Linked DNA regions of Macaca mulatta: regions 1 and 3 are each linked to region 2. A link is a contact called in public Hi-C and Micro-C data. All regions are on one chromosome and are shown on one strand. Each heading gives the region's core, a stretch centred on a gene start, on an enhancer-like site or on the middle of the called end of the contact. The rest is flanking DNA. Distances are from core to core; before and after follow the strand shown. Region 1 holds the start of MED17 (mediator complex subunit 17). Region 2 holds the start of CEP295 (centrosomal protein 295). Region 3 holds the start of LOC144334445.

Region 1 (2,700 bases), core at 5-2,504, 120 kb after region 2:
GCTATTAATCAGATTTTAAAATAAAGTTAAAAAAATTTTTTTACAAATTTACACGAAAAGCAAGTACTGTTCTCAAACATGATTGTGCGACAGACAGTGCAGCTTGCCAGAAATAGGTTTCTCTCATGAAAATTCAAACCGCTCCGCACACGGCCATCTGCTTTCTTCTTCAGCAGGGACTAACACCAGGGCAACTGTATTTCCCTAAATACCTTAGGAAAGTAGTTCAAAACCTAGATATATCTTGGTCAGAACAAAACCTGGTCAACACTCACGATAAACAGTATATATAATTCCTTAAATGAAATATAGAGGTTTGTAATATAAGATAATCCATCTTTTTCTGTGGATTTCCTACTAATGAAATACATTCTTGGAGACCCAAAGACTGAAGTTATACCACTTCTTCTTAATCTTTTAAATATTATTTGTAGGCCAGGCATGGTGACACACTCCTATAGTCCCAGCTACTCAGGAGGCTAAGGCAGGAGCACCCTTTGAGCCCAGGAGCTCCAGCCTGTAGTGTGCTGCTAGCACTTGTGAATAACCACTGCACTCAGCCTGGGCAACACAGCGGGACCCCATCACTAATAAAAAAGTGAGATCAACATTATTTATTGTTACTCGGGCATAAAATAAATATTCAGTACTTATTACATGCCAGAGCCTATTATGTCTGCTGCAAATATGGGCTGTCATAGAGTTATAACATGAAACCAAATAATTAGTATAATTTTAAGTGGTGATAAGCACAATTGTTTCCCCCAAGCCATACCGTTAATTTCTAACTCTTCAGATAGTCTTTAAAAAGTTTCTTACTAATTAAAAAACACTTTCGTTTTGAGAAGGGATCCCACTCTGTTGCCTAGGCAGTGGTGAGATCTCGGCTCACTGCAGCTTCCATCTCCTGGGCTCAAGCGATCCTCCCGCCTCAGCCACCCGCGTAGCTGGGACCACAGGCGCGCGCCATCAGATCTCAGTTCTCTCAACAGGACTCTCATTGCTAAGATACAAGCATCCATTAATTTCTTTTTCCTTGACTCTTTTCGCCTCTGTAGGCTTTCTTTCCTCATCCGCTCTTTAAACAAAGGCAGGCTTAAAAACAGAGAGCCAGTCTCGGCTCCTGAACCGGTCTTTGCCTCCCGCTGCCGGCCACGCCTCTTATGGGCCGGGAAGTTTACCCCACCCTGCCTGGTGATTCACCGGAAGCGCTCTCGGGAGTCCAGGAGCTTCCGCGCCTGCCCAGTTTTGCTCGGAAAGACGCCGGGAGGGGAGCTTGCAGTGCGTTCTGGGAAAGTTGCTGGGCCAGCTCTTTTGTTTCCAGCCTGAGCGTTGCTTTCGGTTTCCCGAGGGTCTTCTGAGGCACCGCGGTTCCGGGGTGCTGGGTTCCCGGCTCTTCGCTGGGAGGCCTCCTCTCCGTACCTCGTTTTTTGGCTTGTGTGGGGGTCCTCCCACCGCTGGCCGACGCCGCCAGCATGTCCGGGGTGCGCGCAGTGCGCATCAGCATCGAATCGGCCTGCGAGAAGCAGGTCCATGAGGTGGGCCTCGATGGCACCGAGACGTACCTGCCGCCGCTGTCCATGTCGCAGAATCTGGCGCGTCTAGCCCAGCGGATCGACTTCAGCCAGGGTTCGGGCTCCGAGGAGGAGGAGGCGGCGGGGACCGAGGGCGACGCGCAGGACTGGCCGGGCGCCGGGTCCAGCGCAGATCAGGACGACGAGGAAGGTAAAGCCTGCATCCGCTGCCCGAGTCCTCCGGTCTGGGTCCCAGCACCCGCCCGGGTGGCTGCCCTCCTCCTCTTCCTCGGTGGGGAAGATCCTGTGCGTGCGAGAACTTTTGAGTGTCCCACGAGTGGAAGCGTAAGGATACTGGTCGTCATCTTTTTGTTGCTGCCGGACAAGTTAGGACACGACTTTACGCAGTACTCCTGCGGGTCTCCTTGAGTGGGAGCGTTTGAGACACTGTCAAACGGTGAAATGTTTAAATGAATGCTTCTCTGTAGAAGGCCTTTAATGTGGCCCACTTGGTGGCTAAGAGTCTTAGATCGGGGCTCTGCCCCTTGCCTGCTGCGTGACCTTTGGCGCGTTACTTTGCATCCTTGTGCGGTGTGGATGATGATAGTAGCACCTACAGAAAAGAAGTCAGTGTTGACTGGAATGTGTGACGAGGTCCAAGAGGTAGGCGGGTCCAGATCCTGTAGAGCCCAGTAGGCCGTGATAAGCGTTTGACTAATGTTGAGACCACTGCAAACTTTCGCAGGATAAGTAGAGACATGATTTTGTTAAAGGTTACTCTAGATGCTTTCCAGTAAATGAATTATAGGGAAAGCAAAACTGGAAGGAAGGGGGCTGGTTAGGAGGGAAGTGAAGAAACAATGAGTAGGTTTCAGATTCTCATTATTGTCAAGGATTTTTGAAAAAAAAAATCACAATTCTTAATTTAATTATGCAGCAGACTCGGTGTAAATGGGAATTTAAAGATGTTTTTTCAGGGCAGTGCTGTTAGGAGTATTAGGAGTCCATTTGCAGAAAAACGTAAATACTACTTTATACCTCACACAAAAATTATTTCCACAATAATTTTTGAGGATTGATTGAGGTGCCAAATGAAGAAAGCAAAACAAAGTGTTAAAAGAAATAATGAAAGAATAGTTGTATTATTCTGGGAGTAGGATAGATCTTCTTAATTTAGGAAATAACG
Region 2 (2,700 bases), core at 61-2,560:
AGCCAGATCTGATCATGTCAGCAACTTCCCATCCCCATCCCCCATTTTTAATCCTTCGATTCCTGATATGTTTAACCCCCATGACCCAGACTGCAAAATCTAGTACAGGCATCGTAATCCATTCACCCTTGTCTCCCCTGCACCTAACATAATGTACTCCGCACATAACAGATACTCAATAAATATTAACCTGTGCTCATCACCTGATTATTGGTTATTTACAGCAGATAAATCCGTGAGGTGCTCTCCGTGCGCTGGACCTCTGGAGGCACAGAGTAACATAAAGGTTCATTGTTGTTATGAGCTGGAGGCCTTAAATGAAAGCTATAAGACATTAACTGCACATAATAGTACCAATGAATTCTGTAGTCAGTACAGAAAAGGATGCATATCCCAAGATACCTTCATGATGGGGCCTTAAAACAAAAGTCACCCTCATGGCTCTGCACTTTTTAAGGCAGGCTTTGGCTCTGTCGCCCAGGCTGGAGTGCAGTACTGGCGAGATCTCGGCTCACTGCAACCTCCGCCTCCTGGGTTCAAGAGATTCTCCTGCCTCAGCCTCCCCAGTAGCTAGGATTACAGGCGCCCACCACCACGCCTGGCTAATTTTTGTTGTTGCTGTATTTTTTGTAAAGATGAGGTTTCACCATGGTTTTTTTGGTTTTTTGAGACGGAGTCTCTGTCGCCCAGGCTGGAATGCAGTGGCGCGATCTCGATCTCGGCTCACTACAACCTCCGCCTCCTGGGTTCACGCCATTCTCCTGCCTCAGCCTCCCAAGTAGCTGGGACTACAGGCGCCTGCCACCACGCCCGGCTAATTTTTTTTTTTTTTTTGCATTTTTAGCAGAGACAGGGTTTCACCGTCTTAGCCAGGATGGTCTCGATCTCCTGACCTTGTGATCCGCCCGCCTCAGCCTCCCAAAGTGCTGAGACTACAGGCGTGAGCCACCACGCCCGGCCTTCACCATGTTTTTAAAAGGACTTGGTCTTGAACTCTTGGGCTCAAGTGATCCCCCCCGCCTCGGCCTCCCAAAGTGCTGGGATTACAGGCGCGAGTCACCGAGAGCGGCCCAGGGGAGAAAACGTCAAAGCCCAACACGTGTGACAAATAATGGGCCCCTACGCAGGCTGGGACTGACGCGTGCCTGTGCGCGTGCGCGGGGCGCAGGGTTTTAACACCGCGCGGCCTTCCAGGCTGCCCCCGAGGAAGGCGGGACCGGGCCTATTCCCGCGGTTTAGTCCCGCCATTGGCGGGCGGTTTGAATGACGGAAGTGACGGCGGCTCGGCGATGGCTCTCCCGCAGGCGCAGAAACGGCTGCTGGGCAGCTGATGGGCAGGAGCTTACCAGGCCGGCTGGCTCTGAGCTGCGGTTACTGTGTCCAGGCTCCGGGTTCTCAGGTGAGTGATGGACGCGCCGGCTTCCCAGTCGCCCCGTAGGAGCGCGGCTCCCCGAGGCCCAGGAGCTGGGATTGTGCTCCGAAGGAAGGGGATCCCAGGAAGGCGCCTTGTTGCGAACGCAGGTACGGCCGGCGTTTCTTAGGCTCCGCAGGCCGTGGGCCCTGCCCGCGGTCGGGCTGGCGGCTGTAAGGAGTGTCCTGTCCAGACCCGGCAGCTCAGTGCGAGAGGCTTTGCGCGCTCTCCTAGGGTCTGGTCGCGCGAGCTTCCCCGCAGCCTCTCCTGTCCCGGCGCTTCCGTGCCGGGGGAGGGGCGCTTCCCCCAGATCACCCGCGGCCATGGCCTGCCACCTGGTAGTTGTTAAGAGCCTTCCCTGGAATCGTTTCATGCAGAGAGCGCGCTCTCTTTTGGTGTTTGCCACATTAATCTCTCAGTTATTCAATCGTGTCCCAAACTCAGCTTTTAAAACAATGGTGAACTTTTGAGTCCTTAATACTTAGAGTGTATTTGAAGACTTCACGCTAAATCACGTCGGAACAAACCTGTTGGGGCAGATATTATTATTCCCTTTATACAGTTTAAGAAAACGAGAACAAAGCGACTTAAATGACTTGGCTAGTATCTTCCTGCTAATGAGTGTCAGTGTTGGGTCTTGAACCCAGATCTTCCAAGTTTAGTGTTAATTTTGTGATTACTATGTACCAGGAGCCATTTAATCCTCAGGACGACATCTTGCGAGATAAATAGTATCATCTTCAATGTTGGATAGTAATAAAATGTAGAATTTAAAAATCCGTGTTACTAAGAATAAATAATTAATAAACAAGTAAATGGGGCAGCAGGGAAAACTTCCTTACAGCAGGACTCCGATTGATAATTGTAGAAGGAATAATGGAAATAATACTATTTGGTAAACACAACAGTAGTTGTTTCAGACAAGTCATCAGTGGACACTAAAGTCATTGGGCAAAAGTATGATGAAAAGCGTGTTTCTGTAGCCTCCACTCTGTCTTCATGAGATACTTATAAAGGAAAAGTAATAACTACAGAGGAGAAACTTGGTGGACATTATCTTAACCAAGTGACCAAAATTCAGCATCATTTACCTCTTGATAGCAGTGCACTGAGAAAGGTGCGTAATCAATTCTGTGGTGTTCTTGCCAAAAAATACATAACCTCAGTTTAATCATAGAATATTAGACAAATCTAAATGGAGGGACATTCAACAAAGTACTTGGCCAGTATTTTCAAAAATGACAAGGTCTTGAAGACAAACTGAGAAACTGTCCCAGATCAAGGGAGAC
Region 3 (2,700 bases), core at 56-2,555, 120 kb before region 2:
CGCCCCCTCTTCCCCGTCGCCGGCTCCGACTGTAGCTTCCGAGCGATCTGGGTTCCCGGCCCGCCTGCAGCTGCTGCTGCCTCCAGGAAGTTCGCCCTGACCACCTATGCAGCCTCAGCGCGCTTCCTCCGGCTCCCGCGCAGCGGGTGCTTAAGTCACCCCCTTGTTGATATATTTCCTGCTTCTTTGAATGCCTCGCCCGTGAGATAGCAGAATTGAGAAGGGGATAGTTGGGGGCAAACGCCATGTCTGTTGTGTTCACCGTTCTCTCCTCCAGGGCAGGGTTAGCGCCCTGTCTAGAATACTGAAGTGTGCAATAAATACTTGTGAAGAGAGCAAACGAGTAAATGAATGAGTTGAGATTTTTACCGCTGTCTACCCAAGTAGGCTTTGAAACCTCAAGCGAAGAGAGATCCTGACCTGGATTTGTTTTTTGTAAATTACACGTGCATACACGTGCGCAGCTCAGCATAAATAAATGAGATTCACAATTCCCCACCTCGGACCAGCGCCAAATTCGCACGAGGCCCACAGCTAAATGTTATTCAGGGCTTTTGGTCAAACACATTTAGGTTTTAGATCTACCACTTAAAAGCTGGGCAATCGCGAGAAAGCTCATCTCCCTGGGCCACAGTTAACACGTCTATAAATTCAGAATAAAACCTACTTTAGAGTTGTGAGAATTAATTGAGATGGTGCAGTGTAAAGCTCTTTACACAGCTCCGATATGTGTGGTGGTGTGTAAATGGTAGTTATTGTTGTATTACTACTGATGGAGTAGATGATTTTGAAAACTATCTTCAAAATGTAAAATATTGACTACCTTTTCACCTGAGGACAAACCTTAAAACCTTTATATGTGTGGTATTGTCACCTGCTCAGCAAGGCCAACCCTGGGAGCAAGGCCACTCCTGTAACCTCTTCCCCTCCACCGGTAAAAATTAACAAGTCTTGGGGTTTTTTTGTTCTGTTTGGAAGAATTGTGGAACCCACTCTTCTGCAGGTTTTCCACTTGGATTTCTGTGGCCAATCTCTTAATTAACAAGTTTTTATTTTAGGGATGTCAAAGACAGGGAGCCCTTTGGAAGCACCTGCAGTCTACGGGCTCTTCCCGTTTTCTTCCTGACCCTCTCTCAAACAACTTGAGGCTTTTTTTTCTTTCATTTTTACAGGAAGTGTCCTTCCTGCTGCATACAAAAGGCAGCAATGCAGCGGAGTGGGATCAGAGGGGACTGGGCTGCATACACTTTGGTCTTTCTGCACCTCAGTCCCCTCAGCGGTAAACTGTGGAGAGTAAGACCTTGTCACATTGGGAGATAATTCATGATCTGATCTGTGAAGGAAATACCTGAAACACAAAGATATTTAATAAAATGCAACTATTGATCAGTTTATTTAGCAAGTATTTAAGGAGCATCTTTTTAGTGTTCTATGTGCTGAAAGAGTGAGGGGAACATGCGTGTGTGAGGTAAGTTTCCTGCCTTCAATGGGAGTTTGAGCTGTAGCTCCACACTAGGGCAGAGGGATTGGAAGCATATGGGATGTGGCTAAATATGAAATTAGCAAGCCTCAAGGTTTAAATTGGGGCAGTGGTACTGCCATGTGAATTGCTTTCATTATCATTGTAAATGCCATTTTCCTTTAAATATTATGTATATAACTTCCTAAGGCCACTGCTAAAAATTAATGAATAATTTTATGAGGCAAGTAGAGTCACTGATGTAGGACTCGGTCCCTTAATAAGGTGACTCCACATGCTCCCTTATAGTAGTAATAACATAGATATTGTGTCTTTGAGAAAGTGCCATCCTTGGCTGGGCGCAGTGGCTCACCCCTGTAATCCCTGCACTTTGGGAGGCCTAGGCAGATGGATCACCTGAGGTCAGGAGTTCGGGACCAACCTGGCCAACACGATGAACCCCGTCTGTACTAAAAATACAAAAAAATTAGCTGGGCGTGGTGGCAGGCGCCTGTAATCCCAATTACTCCGGAGGCCTGAGGCAGGAGAATCACTGGGAGGCGGAGGTTGCAGTGAGCTGAGATCGTGCCACTGCACTCCAGCCTGGGCAACAAGAGGGAAACTGTCTCAAAAAAAAAAAAAAGAGAAAAGAAAAAGAAAGTGCCATCCTTTTTAGGTTAGAGTTGCATATCTTGCAATGCAAGTCTCAGAGGAAAAGTTTACACATTGTTACACTAATGGCTTCTAATGAATCACCCCTACTGAGTTGTCCTTCTGTAGCTCCCTCCCACATTGACCCTGGAGTTGGCTTTGTGACTTGCTTTAGCCACTGGGACACAAACAAATATGACATAAGCAGGGGCTTTCAATGTGCACTTGTGCCTTGCTCCTTGCTTTCTTGAAATGCTACCCTGAGACTGCCATGAAGAAACCTGGTTCAACCTCCTTGAAGAGGAAAGACCCCGGTAAAAGGAAGCCTTGCCGTCCCAGCTTTGCAGCCCATCAACTCTCAGCCACATGAGTGAGCTCCAGGGAAAGCCACCCAAAAATAATCCAGCCAACCCAGGAATTGTGAGAAATAAAATGGTGGTTGTTTCAAATCACTAAGTGTTGGGGTGGTTTGTTATACAGTAATAGATAACTGACAGACAGATCACTCATAGGCACTCCGACAGTTACAAATTCTCGATGAAATCCACCCAAGAATCAGTCCTCCCGCTAGTGTTTTCTGTTATGAAGCA

The links. A called contact is a pair of places that touch in the nucleus more often than the background predicts.
Region 1: a contact with region 2 is called in a Hi-C map of fetal cortical plate, with 1.7 times the contacts expected there. The contact joins the promoter of MED17 here to the promoter of CEP295 in region 2. A contact is called at or near these places in 2 of 14 Hi-C or Micro-C datasets (fetal cortex germinal zone and fetal cortical plate).
Region 3: a Micro-C map of CD4 T cells shows a contact between it and region 2, with 7 times the contacts expected there. The contact joins the promoter of LOC144334445 here to the promoter of CEP295 in region 2. A contact is called at or near these places in 3 of 14 Hi-C or Micro-C datasets (CD4 T cells, cortical neurons and liver).

The regions. Positions count from the first base shown.
Region 1 is chr14:94,620,005-94,622,704 of T2T-MMU8v2.0, forward strand. MED17 (mediator complex subunit 17) reads left to right here and starts at 1,255. Exons shown (of 12, transcript NM_001261648.1): 1 at 1,255-1,725. The coding sequence starts at 1,476.
Region 2 is chr14:94,499,870-94,502,569 of T2T-MMU8v2.0, forward strand. CEP295 (centrosomal protein 295) reads left to right here and starts at 1,311. Exons shown (of 27, transcript XM_077964206.1): 1 at 1,311-1,399.
Region 3 is chr14:94,382,456-94,385,155 of T2T-MMU8v2.0, forward strand. LOC144334445 reads right to left here and starts at 1,306. Exons shown (of 6, transcript XM_077964192.1): 1 at 1-1,306. The coding sequence starts at 472.